Regions from separate parts of the Mus musculus genome. Here region 1 is linked to region 2. Evidence: chromatin contacts called from public promoter capture Hi-C data. All regions are on one chromosome and are shown on one strand. Each heading gives the region's core, a stretch centred on a gene start, on an enhancer-like site or on the middle of the called end of the contact. The rest is flanking DNA. Distances are from core to core; before and after follow the strand shown. Region 1 holds the start of 1700063A18Rik (RIKEN cDNA 1700063A18 gene). Region 2 holds the start of Neu4 (sialidase 4).

The links. Promoter capture Hi-C pulls out the DNA fragments that hold promoters and counts their contacts.
Region 1: a promoter capture Hi-C map of hippocampal neurons shows a contact between it and region 2, with 4 times the contacts expected there. The contact joins the promoter of 1700063A18Rik here to the promoter of Neu4 in region 2. A contact is called at or near these places in 2 of 39 promoter capture datasets (cranial neural crest and hippocampal neurons).

Annotation. Positions count from the first base shown.
Region 1 is chr1:96,017,418-96,024,569 of GRCm38.p6, forward strand. It overlaps 1700063A18Rik (RIKEN cDNA 1700063A18 gene), which reads right to left and starts at 4,341. Exons shown (of 3, transcript NR_040467.1): 1 at 4,310-4,341.
Region 2 is chr1:94,015,115-94,022,368 of GRCm38.p6, forward strand. Neu4 (sialidase 4) reads left to right here and starts at 5,379. Exons shown (of 4, transcript NM_173772.3): 1 at 5,379-5,502; 2 at 7,244-7,254.

The sequences.
Region 1 (7,152 bases), core at 3,091-5,590, 2.0 Mb after region 2:
TCCTCCTCCTTCTTTTTCATGGACTTGGTCCATTCCCATGGATTCCAAATTTTCCCTGTGTAATTACAGTGTATAAAATGTATATTCAAGAGAAGAAGAACCACATTGGGAATCAAAAGATATTCTTCTAAAATAAATACTGTGGAAGTTTTAGAATTGCCTCTATAAGCTCATATGTTTTAGCTCAAATCAAGACCTCATACTAGGTCTCTATTTAATGGAACTATTTGGAAAGAATTAGAGGTGTGCCTTTAATAGAAGACGCGTCACTGGGGATTAGCTTTGATGATTCTAAAGACTACTATTGTTCTATGCCTCCAGCTTATTATTAAGATGTGTTTTCTCAGTCATTATGTCATGAGGCCTCTGCTCTACTAACATGAACACCAGCCCTCAGAAACCATATATGCTCATTTAAACTCTTTGTTCTAGAAGTTTCCTTGGCCATAGTGTTTTTAGCACAGAAATAAAATAACAATTAATACAAACACAATATTCTCATTTTCTTTGTGTTCAAAGACGAGAATACTTAACTACTCTCTCTGTAATGATTCTAAATTGCCTTACTAGCTAGCATATCAGAAGCAAGGATTTTTCATATTCTTGCTAAAATAATGGTCTTATTTACATTCAAGCATAGGAAAGTGTAGATGAACCATTCCTCACAATACAGTCCAGTCATCCATATCATAATGAATGAGACTGCCATTTTCCTCACAACAGTGACACCTCTCTTCTACTATGAATAGATTATTATTAACTTGGAAACTATTTGTCTTATGTTAGGTCTTGGGAAGCATGAGATTTTTGTATCTCACCACAGAACTTTTCCATACCTAATTTCAATTATATTTATGCCAGAAGCCAATTATCTGTGGTGATGAAATACACCAGTTATTTCTTTTTGTGTGTCTGAAATTAAGTTTGTTGCCTTGTTCCAAAGATGGTGATGTCTGTGTACTGTGTTGTATTTTTGACCCTTAACAGTCTACTACAGAAGAGATCTTCCCAACATTGGGCAGCTCTGAATCCTAACTCTTGAAATCTGTGCTGTTGGACTCTAAACAAAGGAATTAAGTTAAAAAAAAAACCCAGTTTCACATTTTCAGCAGCTGATGGAAGCAAATTTTCTGACACAGTCAGCCTAGCCAAGTACCCATCTAGGGCTTTATCTTTTGACCAAACCTTGCCACAGTTCTAGCTCCTGGAAAACACGTCATTACCCTGAACTAAGGTCTATAAAACCTCTTTGGGACTGATGAATCTGCCCCAGACAAGGGCCTAATAAACCTGTTTTTATCTTCTTTTAATCGGGTGTAATCTGGCCTATATTTATGTCATAGAGATGGAAAAAATAACTAGTAACTTAGACTACCAACAGCATAAATGATGTAATAAAATGATGGATTTCTGAAACCACAATATTCAGAGAAAATTTGAGATAGGAGGATATGGTAGAGGGGAAAAACCAGAGATGCCAGGAATAAGATATGAAATGAAATAATGCCATAGGGAGACTGTAAGTCTTCCAGACACCTGGGTATACACAACAATGTCTGCGCATAAATAATACATAATATGCAAATGAACCTTAAAAGTTCTCAGGGAACCCACCTTCTTTTGAAATTTAAGCCTAGACCTGTGTCTAGATTTGACTCATTTTAAAACTCTTATGTATCTCACTTAGTACATTATTTCCTTTTGTACCTGTTCAAGTATCTTATCCATACTATTGTTTGAAGGCAGGAAATCTGGGGATATCAGGCCATGTCCTCAAAACTCAATTATGTTTGTAATATAAAAACAAAGTTTCAAGTCCCTGTCAGATGTTATGATGTATAAAGGTATATCTGGATCAATCTTACTTATGTCAGGCTTTTCTTTCTGCTTACTAATAGTCAAATTATATTTCTCATTTTTTCCCTTTTCCTTCCAAGATTCCATATTGACCAAATCAATCATTCCTTTGGCAGAGAAGAAGAAATCCAAAGCCTTTCTTTTATACATGTTCTTAAAGTTTTAGACATCTTTGTCACTTAAGATCAAAAGGAATTTTGAAGAAGGGGATTTTCGAAATGTTAATTATAGCAGTACCTTCAAGCTCTTAATAAGAAAAAGGTTGATTAAATAAAGTCACAGTTTGGCATCACAGAATCCAGAGGCCATGCCTATAAATGTGACTGTTCTTGAAGAGAGAGCACAAAGAGCCAGCAGGAGAGTTTGAGGACTAATCTGCTTCCAGTGTGAGAGCACTTTCAACACTGTACAGCACACAAAAGACTAATTTACAGGGTCAGGAAATGTGACATTGGCAGACTGAGCAATAAAAGCAACCAAAGAACATTTCAAATGGCAAAGGGTTTCAGCCAAACAAAATATTTTAAAATAGATCATCTCAGAGAGAAATGGTGCTCACCCTTGATCTGGTTTCAGAAAATTTAACTGTTAATGATTAAGGACAAGGAACCTGGCCTTTCATAAAATATGCATTGAATAAAAATTTCACACTGTTGGCAAATTCATAAAAGAGTAAAAATAAAACTTACTTTACATGATTACAGCATGAAAGAATGATTAATGGTAGTTCTTTAATAATTATCTAGCATATGAAGGCTGTAAGGCAATATAATAAGAAAATACAGTGATCACTTATGCAGGTGCTGGGCAGCTGGGAAGATCATTTCCTAGTGCATACTTAGAAGTCTTAAATATATGTTAACGGTGAGATGGGAATTATATAAGTAGGGAATATGTATATATTTAACATTAGGAAAGTTAATACCAAGAAAAAAGAAAGCAATGTAATAGAAAATGCTGAAGTCTTATACAAATTATGGGTTTAAAATAGCATGTAGTCAATTTTAGATGAAAGGTAAACAGTGCTTTGCTCAAATTATTTTCTGTCTCACTTCAGCTGCATTGACTATTTCTTTACATTTTAATATTTTACTATTGGTCAGCTTATAGATGAGTTTTCAACCATAATTTTCTAGCAATTTTTCACTTGTTTATCAGCATCTACTATTTTTTTTTCTGGATGTGATACTTCATTCTGACCCTCCTAGTGTAGAGTCGCTGCAAGTGCCACTGCCAGTAGAGAACCTATACATACTAGATAAGGAGGAAACTTGGTTCAGTGTGACTTAGCCAGGCCACATCAAACTTCTGGAGTCTGACACCAGGGCAGTTTATTTTAGACATGTTTAAGTCCATCACAATTTTGGGAAAAGTCTCCTCTTAACAATTATCTGAATATCGTGGGCACACTAAGGCATAGCTAATTTGAAACTCTTATACAAAGTATATGTGACCTCAATAGCTTAAGGAACTAGGATCTGGTGTGGTCTCTGACTAAGATAACACAGAGTTGAGCAGGCTATTAAGTAAGTGTGATATCTCCCCTAAGGCTGGGTTCCACTGAGTGAGAATCAAAGCTAAAGATAAAGGTCTAGAGAAGGACAGTCTGGAATAAACATTCTGGAGGATTTGGGTGTGGCCTGGCCTTAAAGACAACAAAGGTCACCAGGTTTTTAACAGCATCCAATCCCAGCATGCTGGGTGTAAAACAGGTATAAATGTCTTCCCCTGAGGAGGCAACCCTGCATTATTAACATTCCTGGTTTCTCTAGGGCTTACCTGGGAATATTTGGGCCTTCTACACCACAGCAATTGGGTAGAGAATCTCCAATGAATACGGTAAGACAAGACATACAATATGTATTATAGAAGAAAAGCAGAAAATTACTTGATAATATGAGGCACTCTCAAGAATGAAAGTGCACTGCTATGTCAACCTAGATATTTAGATAGGCTCTATAGTATTTCTTCAATATTGGGAAAAGAGCTTCCTAGGGAAGGAGGGGGTATGTCCATTCTGGTAATTGGCAGACTCATCTGGATTAACTCCCCGGGTAAGGGATGATAATAAACATGTTTTGTTTGTTGGTTTTGTTTTGTTTTGTTTGTTTGTTTGTTTGTTTATCAGAAAGCTTCTAGCTATGTACAAATTTTACAGTCTTTCTAGAAGGTCAAAATGTCCTGTCTGCATCCAGGGATGAAGGAAGTATTTAGGTACCACTCTTCATAGGAGTAGTAGGTTCAGTTACTGGTTTCAAAGATGCAGATTAGGTACTGGGCTGGGGAGGTGTTCCATAATGATCTCAGTCATACTAAAATTTGAGTAGTTCTCTGAGAATTTGAATCATCCTATATGTAAATCAGCCATAGTACTGTTCAGGAAAGCCTATCTTATATCATATTGGTTTCGGAATTTGTGTGTCCTTATTCATTAATGAGTTATACAGTATACCTTTACTATGGTCTTCTCGCTGGCTGTGATATAAGAATACATATTCTAAATAGAATGTGAAGAACATAGAATGGAATAGTGAGATATTTCATCAGAACATTTGTGTGGCATTATATTGAGAATTCCTACTGCTAAGAGAGTAGCTATTTCCGAGTGTCTGTGATTTATTGAAACACTCTTCAGATACTTCACAAAAATCACCTAACTTAATGCCCACAAATAGCTACATTAGGAAGAAATTGTGCCTTCCATTTTATAGGTAAAAATTTTAGGAACAGAGTAATTTTCAAATAGTGTTACCAAATCTTTCTTTAAAAGTCATATTTGAAGCCAATTTGATATCTGTCTGTGAAGAAATGTATTACTACTGAAAAAAAAAGTGGCTTACAACATAATATTATTGTAAATGTTTTCTATTGAGACTTATCTAAGATAATGTTGATCACTGCTTTTAAAAGGACCAATAAGAATAAATCCAGGTTCTGTGTCCATTTAAATAAAATATGCCCAATTGCTTAACTAGTTATAATAAAATACAATATTAATATTTAAAGAAAATGAGAAGTTTTAGATTTACTGAAAAGTCAGAAAAATTGTAAGACTCCAGAATAATCCAAATGCAGTTGAATTGTTATCAGTAAATCATGTTAGCATGCCAAATTTACTATAGATGGTGAGTGACACTATAATATTTCCCTTACAATCTACTGAAATTTACTTTATTTTTTGATAACTTGATCTAAATTCCCTGAGTCATTATTACCCCTCCCCGATTTACTATAATGACCATGGCAGATTACAATTAGAAGTCAGGCCTCTTAGTTATGATAAAGAATAAAAATCTCAAAGTAATATAATTGATGTTATAAAGGATTTGTTAGTAGATTTGCTTAGGAGGTGTTAAATCACACAAAATAGAATATACAACGGAAGTACTGCCTCAACATGCCCTAAAGACAACCAGGACAGTTAACCAGGACTGTTAACCAGGACAGTTAACCAGGACTGTTAACCAGAGGTTAGCAACATTATAATACTAACTGTAACATTTGTTCACCAGGATTGGCCAGACATTAATCCCATCCCCAAAGAACATGTCTCTAACATGCAGCTCAGGGTTTAGTGTACGGTCACATTGTCCTAAGTGTAGTCTGCCATTAAGTCTCTTGTTCTTTGACCAGAATAAACATAATTCTGCCTTGTGGACAAGAGGATATTGGATAACAACTATTCAGAAAAGAACAACACAGATATAGTGAAAATAATTCTGGTGATTTTTAATATCTTGGCAAATAGATCTCCTAATTGTCTGAGTTGCCACTCTTGAAGCCTGGCTCTGTTTGAATGGTTCAAAGTATATGCTGAGTCTAGGACCTGAAAGAGATCAAAGGATGACACTGTGAAATGAATAAGCATAAAGTGTATTTAACTTAGGAAAATCTGTTAAAAAATCTGTTGTTTGGGCTTTAGTCACAGTTGGCCAGGCACTTCCACAAGGAACTGTTCTTCCATCTCTAAATGTGCAGAATGGAAACCATCTCTCTAACAGTGACCATTTCTTATTTCTTAATTTTGGACAATGTGAGCAGCTTCAAAGCATATTTTGTGTATGTTTTGTAGACTGTCCTTAAATGTCATCTTTTCAATGTCTTTGTATCTATTAAACTATAATTGGGGGCACTGAGGAAAAAGATGTCAAGGATAAAAGGCTGCTCTCACCACTTCAGATCAAGGGATGGCATTTCTATGCGATACATATTAACATTACTTGTTCTTTAATGGAATGATCCTTGTTTTATTCATTGACCTCTTCTCCTTTACTTTTTCGAGGCAATTCTCTGGTGGCTCCTTCTCCACATTAGACATGTGATGCTAAGTCCTTCTATTCCCTCCAAATGCTAGCTTAAGAAGCAGAAACATTTAAACAGAGCCACTGAAGTGCGGCGGTTGTCTCCCCTCCCAATGTAAAAATTTGTAAATCAACAGCTCCTTGCTTTTTTTTCCAGAATTAGAGGGATTTAAGTGACCAATCCTTTATTTCTCCTCTTTATTCCTTTTCTTCTATTTAAAAAACAAAAACAAAAACAAACAAACAAACAAAAACCGGTCAAACAGAAACGACTATGAAGTCAGGAACCAGGCAATGTGGAAAAATAAAACAAATCAACAGAAACAGACAACAACTGGAACAGCAAGTGGAAACTTCTAGTTTCTTTGGAAAGCTAGCTATGTCAAATGACATTTTGCCGGGGCACACGGGTGAAAGGATATTTTGATAAAGCAAACACGTGAAAGACTGGGTGAAGCAGACACAGGTGAAAGGATGTTTGGATACAATAAACACATGAAAGAATGCTTGATGAAGGAGTATAAGTATAACCTCACAGACAGGGGGAGACAAATATTGAGCTTTGGTTTAGTCTGTCCACCTCCCTATTCTTTGCTAATGATGTGCATGTATTGGCTCACCTTACATCATTTTATTGAGCTTACTTGTGGTAATATTGCCATTGAGAGTAACTCATCCAAGAACTGGTGAGGTTCCCGGGACACCTTGCCACTTCAGTAGTGGTTTCTTCACGATTCCTGGTGTCTGCTTTGCTGAAAGAACTGAATTAGACTGTAGCTGCTGGTTCCTGCCGGGCATCTGCCTGCATAGAGGATTGGTTTGTAGCTGCTAAGTCAGATTTGGTGTTTGCTGTGGGTCTGAACTACTGCCAAAGAAGGTCAAGCTTGCCCCCAAAGAACTATTGCTGTACAGGTCTTCTTCCCCCTTATCCTAATAACTTTTCTCTTCTACTACTTCTACTGGGTGGTAGGCTAGAGGAGAGGTTGAACATTTA
Region 2 (7,254 bases), core at 4,129-6,628:
CTTACTGCATTTTGTTATGCCGTGTTTGGCTGACATGACTGGGAGGCCTGCTCTTTTCTGAAGGGAAACAGGAGCAGTGGATCAAGAGGAGAGGTGAGGGAGGGTGACAGGAGCAGAGGAGGGAGAGCAAGCTGGGTTCTGGAGCTACTATATAAGAGAAGAAGAAGGAAAAAGAAAAAGGAAAAACATAATTAACAACCTCACTGAATTGTAATAAAGCAAAAAATATGTATCTAATAAATAGTTGAAAATTTCAAAAAAAGGGAGAAATCGATTTAAAGTCATGACTGGATATGCCAGAAAATAACTTTTGGGCCGTTCTTATGATGTCAGGGTCCTTTCTTGATGCATCTCCCTACACTCCAGAAGCCTTTTGCAAGAGTCCTTGAGTGCTCATTCTCCTTTGTGCTCCTGTATTGGCTCGCTGGCATGCCTCACCAAATCAGACCATGGACACCAGCTCTGCGGGGGACAGGCTCAGGGCACTAAGGACTTGTTGGAGTGGCAGAGAAAGGAAGAGATGCCCCTGCCGATGGGATGCTCATGAGTAAGATGGGGTCAGGAGACTGACCATGAGGTAGATGAAGAGGAGGAGGAAGGTGGGGAGGAAGAGGATGGAGATGAAGATGAAGGTGCTGAGGCAGCTATAGGCTCCTGGGCAGCTGAAGGTGACCAAGAAGCAAAGGACTTATGAGGATGACTACTAGACAGCCAAAAAAAGAAAAGTTAGATTTAAAAAGGCCAGTGTGACCTAGCCAACCCTTCACTGCTGATCTCAGAATCACCTTTGATTGGAGAGGCCAACCCAACTGACTGTCTATAGGGCTCAGTGCTGCCCCCCTGTTGACCAGTCTGAATTTGTAACAGGAAGGAAAAACAAAACAAAACAAAACAAAACAAAACAAAACAAAACTTCCAAGGATCTGATGCTCTCTTCTGAACTCAGCTAGCACTAGATATACACATGGAGCACATGCATGCAGTCAAAACCCTTATATACAAAAATAAAGATAAATGCACCTAAAAAGCATTTTAAGAGGAAATATTGTATTCTTCAATTTACATTTTATACTTTTGTAAGTATTGTTTAGTGGCAGCCACTATTTTTGAAACAGGGTTTCTTTGTGTAACAGCTGTGGCTGCCCTGGAACTGCTTTTCCACTAGGATGGCCTGGAACTCTCCTCTCCCTTCCAAGTGTTGTTATTAAAGGCTTGTACAGCCTGTGCCCAGCTGCATCAGCCACTTTTGATGATACAAAGTAACCAACCCCAAAATTAGGAGCATTCTAAGTCCTTCTCCCTTGGCTTGCTTGCTTGCTTGCTTCCTTTCTTTCTTTTTGATTTTTTTTTTTATTTTATGTATATGGGTACACTGTCACTCTCTTCAGACACACCAGAAGAGGGCATCAGATCCCATGCGGTGGCTGGGAATTGAACTCAGGACCTCTAGAAGAGCAGTCAGTGCTCTTAATTGCCGAGCCAGCTCTTTACCTCCCTTCCTTTGGCCCTTTTGAGACAAGGTCTCTCTACATAGCCCTGGCTGTCCTGGAACTCACTTTAAAGATCAAGTTGGCCTCAATTTGATAGAGATCTGTCTGCCTCTGCTTCCAAGAGCTAGAATCAAAGACATGCACCGCTGCACCTAACTCTGTGTCTTACTTCTTATTTTCTTTGTGGAATAATTCATTATAATTTCAAAGAAGGAAAAGGAGACCTTGAAGAAAAGAAAACAAAACACCGCCAACAAAATCATATTCTGAGTACTCTGTGACTTTTTTTTTTTTTTTTTTTTTGGTGCAGAGGATCCAGGTTCCATTCCCAGCACCCATGTGTCAGCTCACAACCACCTATAACTCCATATCTAGGGCATTCAGTGCCCTATATTTAGTTGGTTTGTATGAAATGATGAAAAAGGCCAAACACATTTTCTTTTTTTTTGTATATGAAATTATTGTTCATTTATTTATTGGTCTATTTGCTGTATGTGTGGAACAATATCCAAGAATAAACTACAGATTATTTTCTTTCCTTTTAAAAGTATTTGCTTATTTTTATTTTATGTGTGTGAATCTCTCTCTCTCTCTCTCTCTCTCTCTCTCTGTGTGTGTGTGTGTGTGTGTGTGTGTGTATGTGTGCACTGTGTAGATAACTGGTGACCACAGAGGTTTGAAGGGGGCGCTGAATGCCCTAGATATGGAGTTATAGGTGGTTGTAAGCTGACACGTGGGTGCTGGGAATGGAACCTGGGTCCTCTGCAAGAGCAGTAAGTGAACTTAACCTCTCCAGCTTCAATAAACCAGACTTTTATTTTAGTGGGAAAAAAACCCCACTCTACTGGCTGGTTTTGTGTGTCAACTTGATATAAGCTGGAGTTATCACAGAGAAAGGAGCCTCCCTTGAGGAAATGCCTCCATGAGATCCAGTTGTTAGGAATTTTCTCAATTAGTGGTCAAGTAGGGAGGGCCCATTGTGGGTGGTGCCATCCCTGGGCTGGTAGTCCTGGGTTCTATAAGAAAGCAAGCAGAGCAAGCCAGAAAAAGCAAGCCAGTAAGGAACATACCTCCATGGCCTCTGCATCAGCTCCTGCTTCCTGACCTGCTTGAGTTCCGGTCCTGACTTCCTTTGGTGATGAACAGCAATGTGGAAGTGTAAGCTGAATAAACCCTTTCCTCCCCAACTTGCTTCTTGGTCATGATGTTTGTTCAGGAGTAGAAACCCTGACTAAGACACCCACCAAAATAATAATATTGGTAACTTACAAGAGTTAGTACATCAGAGCTTAAGACCACTTCTGATAACCATCTCCTACTTCTGAAAACCATCTCCTATGATCTCCTTTCTTCAGCTTTGCTCCTGCCCTCTATCACTTTAGGAGATAAACACTAAAGAGAAAAATTTACACTATATCAAAAACTCCCATTTGCCCCCCTGCACGAAAGTAGGGGATATTCCGCTTGGTCTTCATGCAGGTCCCCCAACAATTAGAGCAGGGGCTGTCCCTGACTCTGCTGCCTGTCTGTGGATCCTGTTCCCTTAACTGGGCAACCTTGTCTGGCCTCAGTAGGAGAGGATGCTCCTAATCCTGCAGTGACTTGATGTGCCAGGGTAGGAAAATACCCAGGGGAGACCCCCCCCCCCCCCACTTCTCAGAGGAGAAGAGGATGGGCCATATGAGAGAGGGATGGGAGGAGAGGGGGGCTTCCATCAGGATGTGGAGTGAATGGGTAAATACATTAATGAAAACAAAACAAAATTTAAAAAACCCTTTTTCATTTGTAAAAGCACTTTATTTTGGGAACTGTATTCCCACCTATTTTCCCCTTGAGTGGCTTTTTTTATCTTAACCCTGGTGCCTAAGTCCATACTAAAAATATCTTCATTATACCAACTAGCACTAAAATTCCCATCAGTGTTAAAGCCCCAAATCCCAGTTTGGCCCATGAGCCGAGGTCTCCAAAAGTGTAGGAGAACATTTCAGGTGGCTAACAATGCACAGCTTTGCCTCAGATCCCTCACTGACAACATTTTTTTTTTTTGGGTGTCAGCCCTACTAAGCACAGCTTGAGTGCACCCTTGTACTGTTTCTTTAAGCCTAGACAACCTCACCAAGATCAATTTGAGATTTTAACTGCTTAACACTATGGGAGGGAAAAAAAATCAAACCAATGTCTAACTTAAAATTGACAATGAGACCTAGAGAGAGAGCTCAGCCATTAAGCACATACTGCTCTTGTAGAGGATCAGGGTTAGGTTCCAGTACCTACATGAGGTGGCTCACACAGCCTATAACTCCACCACCAGGTGATCCAATGCTTTCTTCTGGCTTCTATAGGCATCCACAGGAGCATGCATGCAAGTCCTCTCTCCTCTCTCTCTCTCTCTCTCTCTCTCTCTCTCTCTCTCACACACACAGAGAGAGAAATAAATCTTTTAAAAACCTGACAAGTTATAAAAATAAGTGAAAGATTTTTACACATATACTCTTAAAATCCATCTTTGTATATGATTATGTATGCGTTGTCTCATGTGTATATGCCCACATACAGACATACTCATATGCATAATTAGACTAAATCTTAAAAAAATAACCTCAGTTGGAAATGATTTACCTCCAGCTATTCTCAATAATGCATTCATTCTTGGCCAGTTTTGTTATTTTCTTTCCTGAAATGAAGGGTGGCCCTGCTTCCAGAGCCAATTTCTCAGTGAGCTTACGCTGCACATCACAATTTGCCAATATAATACACATCAAAAGGAGCATTCTTAGAGTCTCTTCATTATTGTCATGTTACTGGGAAAACTGGGATGCCTTCATTGACCTCTTAGTTTCATTAAAAAGAATTTATAAAATTCTTTCTCATCAATTCATTAGTTAGATTAATTTAATTTAATTAAAAATTCATGGGGCTGGAGAAATGGCTTAGTGGTTAAGAGCACTGGCTGCTCTTCCAGAGATTCTGAGTTCAGTTCCCAGCAACCAAAAGGTAGCTCACAACCATCTGTAATGGGATCTGATGCTCTTTTCTGGTGTGTCTGAAGACAGTGGCTGTGTACTCACATAAAATAAATAAATCTTTAAAAAAATTCACAAAAGAACTTAACAATGGACTCAGGGAATTTCTAAGACAATTTTATTAGAGTTTAAGAGAAAAACCCCTGATCTCTGATGGTTTCTAACTGGCCAAGGACCCGAAGAAGGGAATCTGACTTCCCTGGTATGAAGCTGACAAGTTCAAACATGGCGTGGTCTGTAAGGGTGTGAGGCAAAGGCCTGGCCTGGCTTTGGTGTTCTAGGGCAATAGGTTGCCCAGGTCAAGCTGTACTATTTCTGCCAGAGCTGAAAAGCTTCAATTTTCTCTCGGTGATCCTTCACCTAAGGAAGACTTCACTTGGGATGGCATGAGTCTGTGCAGAAACACCGTACTCCTGGACAATCCCTGTCCCTGGTACTTCCTGAATGGGCCATTTGGGCAGTGGTATGGGGGAGGTCCTGCTCTTTGATGGAGGTCTCTATGGAAACCCAGAGCAATCTCAGAAAAGGATGCCTTTAATGTTTGACAGCCCTGTCCCCTTCATAGCTCTCAGTTTACCCTATGTACAATGGGTATCTGGGGCTTCTTTGGGTCCTGCTCTGTTTCCAGGCTGGGGAGTGGGATCAGGCTCCCAGCAGGCTGAATTCACAGTTCTTGTGGTCCTAGACTTTGGGAAACCATCCAAATAGACAGAGAATGTCTCTCTTGTGCCTGTTCGGTCTGAGCGGACGCGTGGCTCTCCGCACCTGCTTCTACTTGGGTACAATCACCCTTTGAGTGCAGAGCTGGGGTCTTCTAGGAGACAGGAGGCTTCTCAGAAGCCCCAGAGCTATTAGTGGTTGAACAGGACAGTGTGCATCACGGAGCTTGTGGCCCAGACTGTGCCTGGCAGACCCAGAGGACCTAAGGCTTGGCTCTAGTGGTGGTCAGCACAGCCCTCGGTGGTCTGCGGAGCCTGATATTGCTTTACGTGAGTGACTGTCTTCTACTTGTCTATCTTGTGTTCCAATCTGTGAGGTCATACTAAGTTCCTACTGAGACTTAATCTTTGTCCAGGTGCTATGCTAAGATGCCTCCTCTTGGTGTTCTGAGCTAGTTTCTTCTGTGTGGCTCTTGGTAGGCTGGTCAGGAGTGGCTGGTGTGGGCTGTGTGTCTGGCTATGTCCTGGCCTGGGGAGCCTGACCATGAGCTGTTTGGCTGGTGGTGGTCTGGCCTAGATGGCAGTGGGCTCTAACTGTTCATGTCCTGCAGGTAAAGCAGACGCTGCTCTTTTTCCCCATCAGCTATATACACTCACTTTCTGGTCTGCCATGGTGCCAATCAGACAGCAGTCTCTGGCAGATTCGGTTCATGCCCCCAACATACCTCTAATAGGTCGTTCTGTGTGGGAGGCTAAGTGGGGAGAAAATATTCTCTGGGACTGCCATCCTCTGGTGGCTCCAGTTCCATGTGGAAGTATTTTCTAGCTGTCACTCGGTCCAGGGACCCACCGATGGGGATGCATGGGGAAGGGGGTAGCTGTATGGACAAGAAGGGGTAAGGTGTTCATAAGCAGGTTTCTGATCGCACAGAGACTGATTGATGCCTACTTGATCCTTGGCTTGTGGGTGAGGTTAGGAAATGGCAGGGTATAGAGTAGGAGGCAGGACAGTAGATGATCATGAGGGGAGGCCTTAGTCCTTCCTTGTTCGCCGCATCCTCCCAGTTCTGGAATTCTGTCCACCAATCCTCTACCTTCTCAGCCTCACACTGACCCTGCTCTGACAGGGAGGAATCCACTTAGGGCTAAGCTAGGGCTTCTCTGCTTTTCTTGGCTTTTCTTTTTCTGCCTTTTGATCGACCCCGTCCCCTGGTAATCTCTCTGGCGCTTATGAGAACTACTTGGGGGTATGTATGCTGCAGGTAAGGGCTGTTCTGCTGTGCATCTCCTGTGTCTGAAGCTATTCGCCATGGAGACTGCTGGAGCTCCCTTCTGCTTCCATGTGGGTAGGTGCCAGGGTTCATCTGCCCCTGCTGTGTGATGTCTGGTCTCACATACCACAGGTGTTGACACTGAATACTTCTCCCTAACTTTTTTTTTGGTCTGATTTTGTCCAGAACTCTTGTTGGGTGAGTTCCATGAAGATGAGTGTCCAGGACACACCAGCTGGCAGGGCATGGTTTCTCTGCCCAGCTCCCCAGCACTAGCTAGCCGAGCAAAGGAGAAGCTTAGAAAGGAGGGAGGGGCCAGATTCATAGACATTTGGGGTACAGTGGTAGTGAGGGGCCTGGGGATGGGTTGTGAGAAATCTGGGCTGAGGCAGATAGAAAGCGCCATTAAGATGATCAGGTGACCCTGTGATCCATCCAATAGCTGAGGTGGAACAACAATATGAACTAACCAGAACCCCCCGGAACTCATGTCTCTAGCTGCATATGTATCAGAAGATGACCTAGTCGGCCATCACTGGGAAGAGAGGCCCATTGGTCTTGCAAACTTTATATGCCTCAGTACAGGGGTGGGGGTGGGGGAACGCCAGGGCCCAAGAAGTGGGAATGGGCGGGTAGGGGAATGAGGGGGGTGTAGGGTATGGGGAACTTTCGGGATAGCATTTGAAATTTGAAGTGTATATAAAGAAAATATCTAATAAAAAATAATTTTAAAAAGATGATCAGGTGGGCATGGGTCGTGCCTGTGGCCATGTAAACTTGTGAAGCCTCCTCCCCAACAGACTCCCTGGTA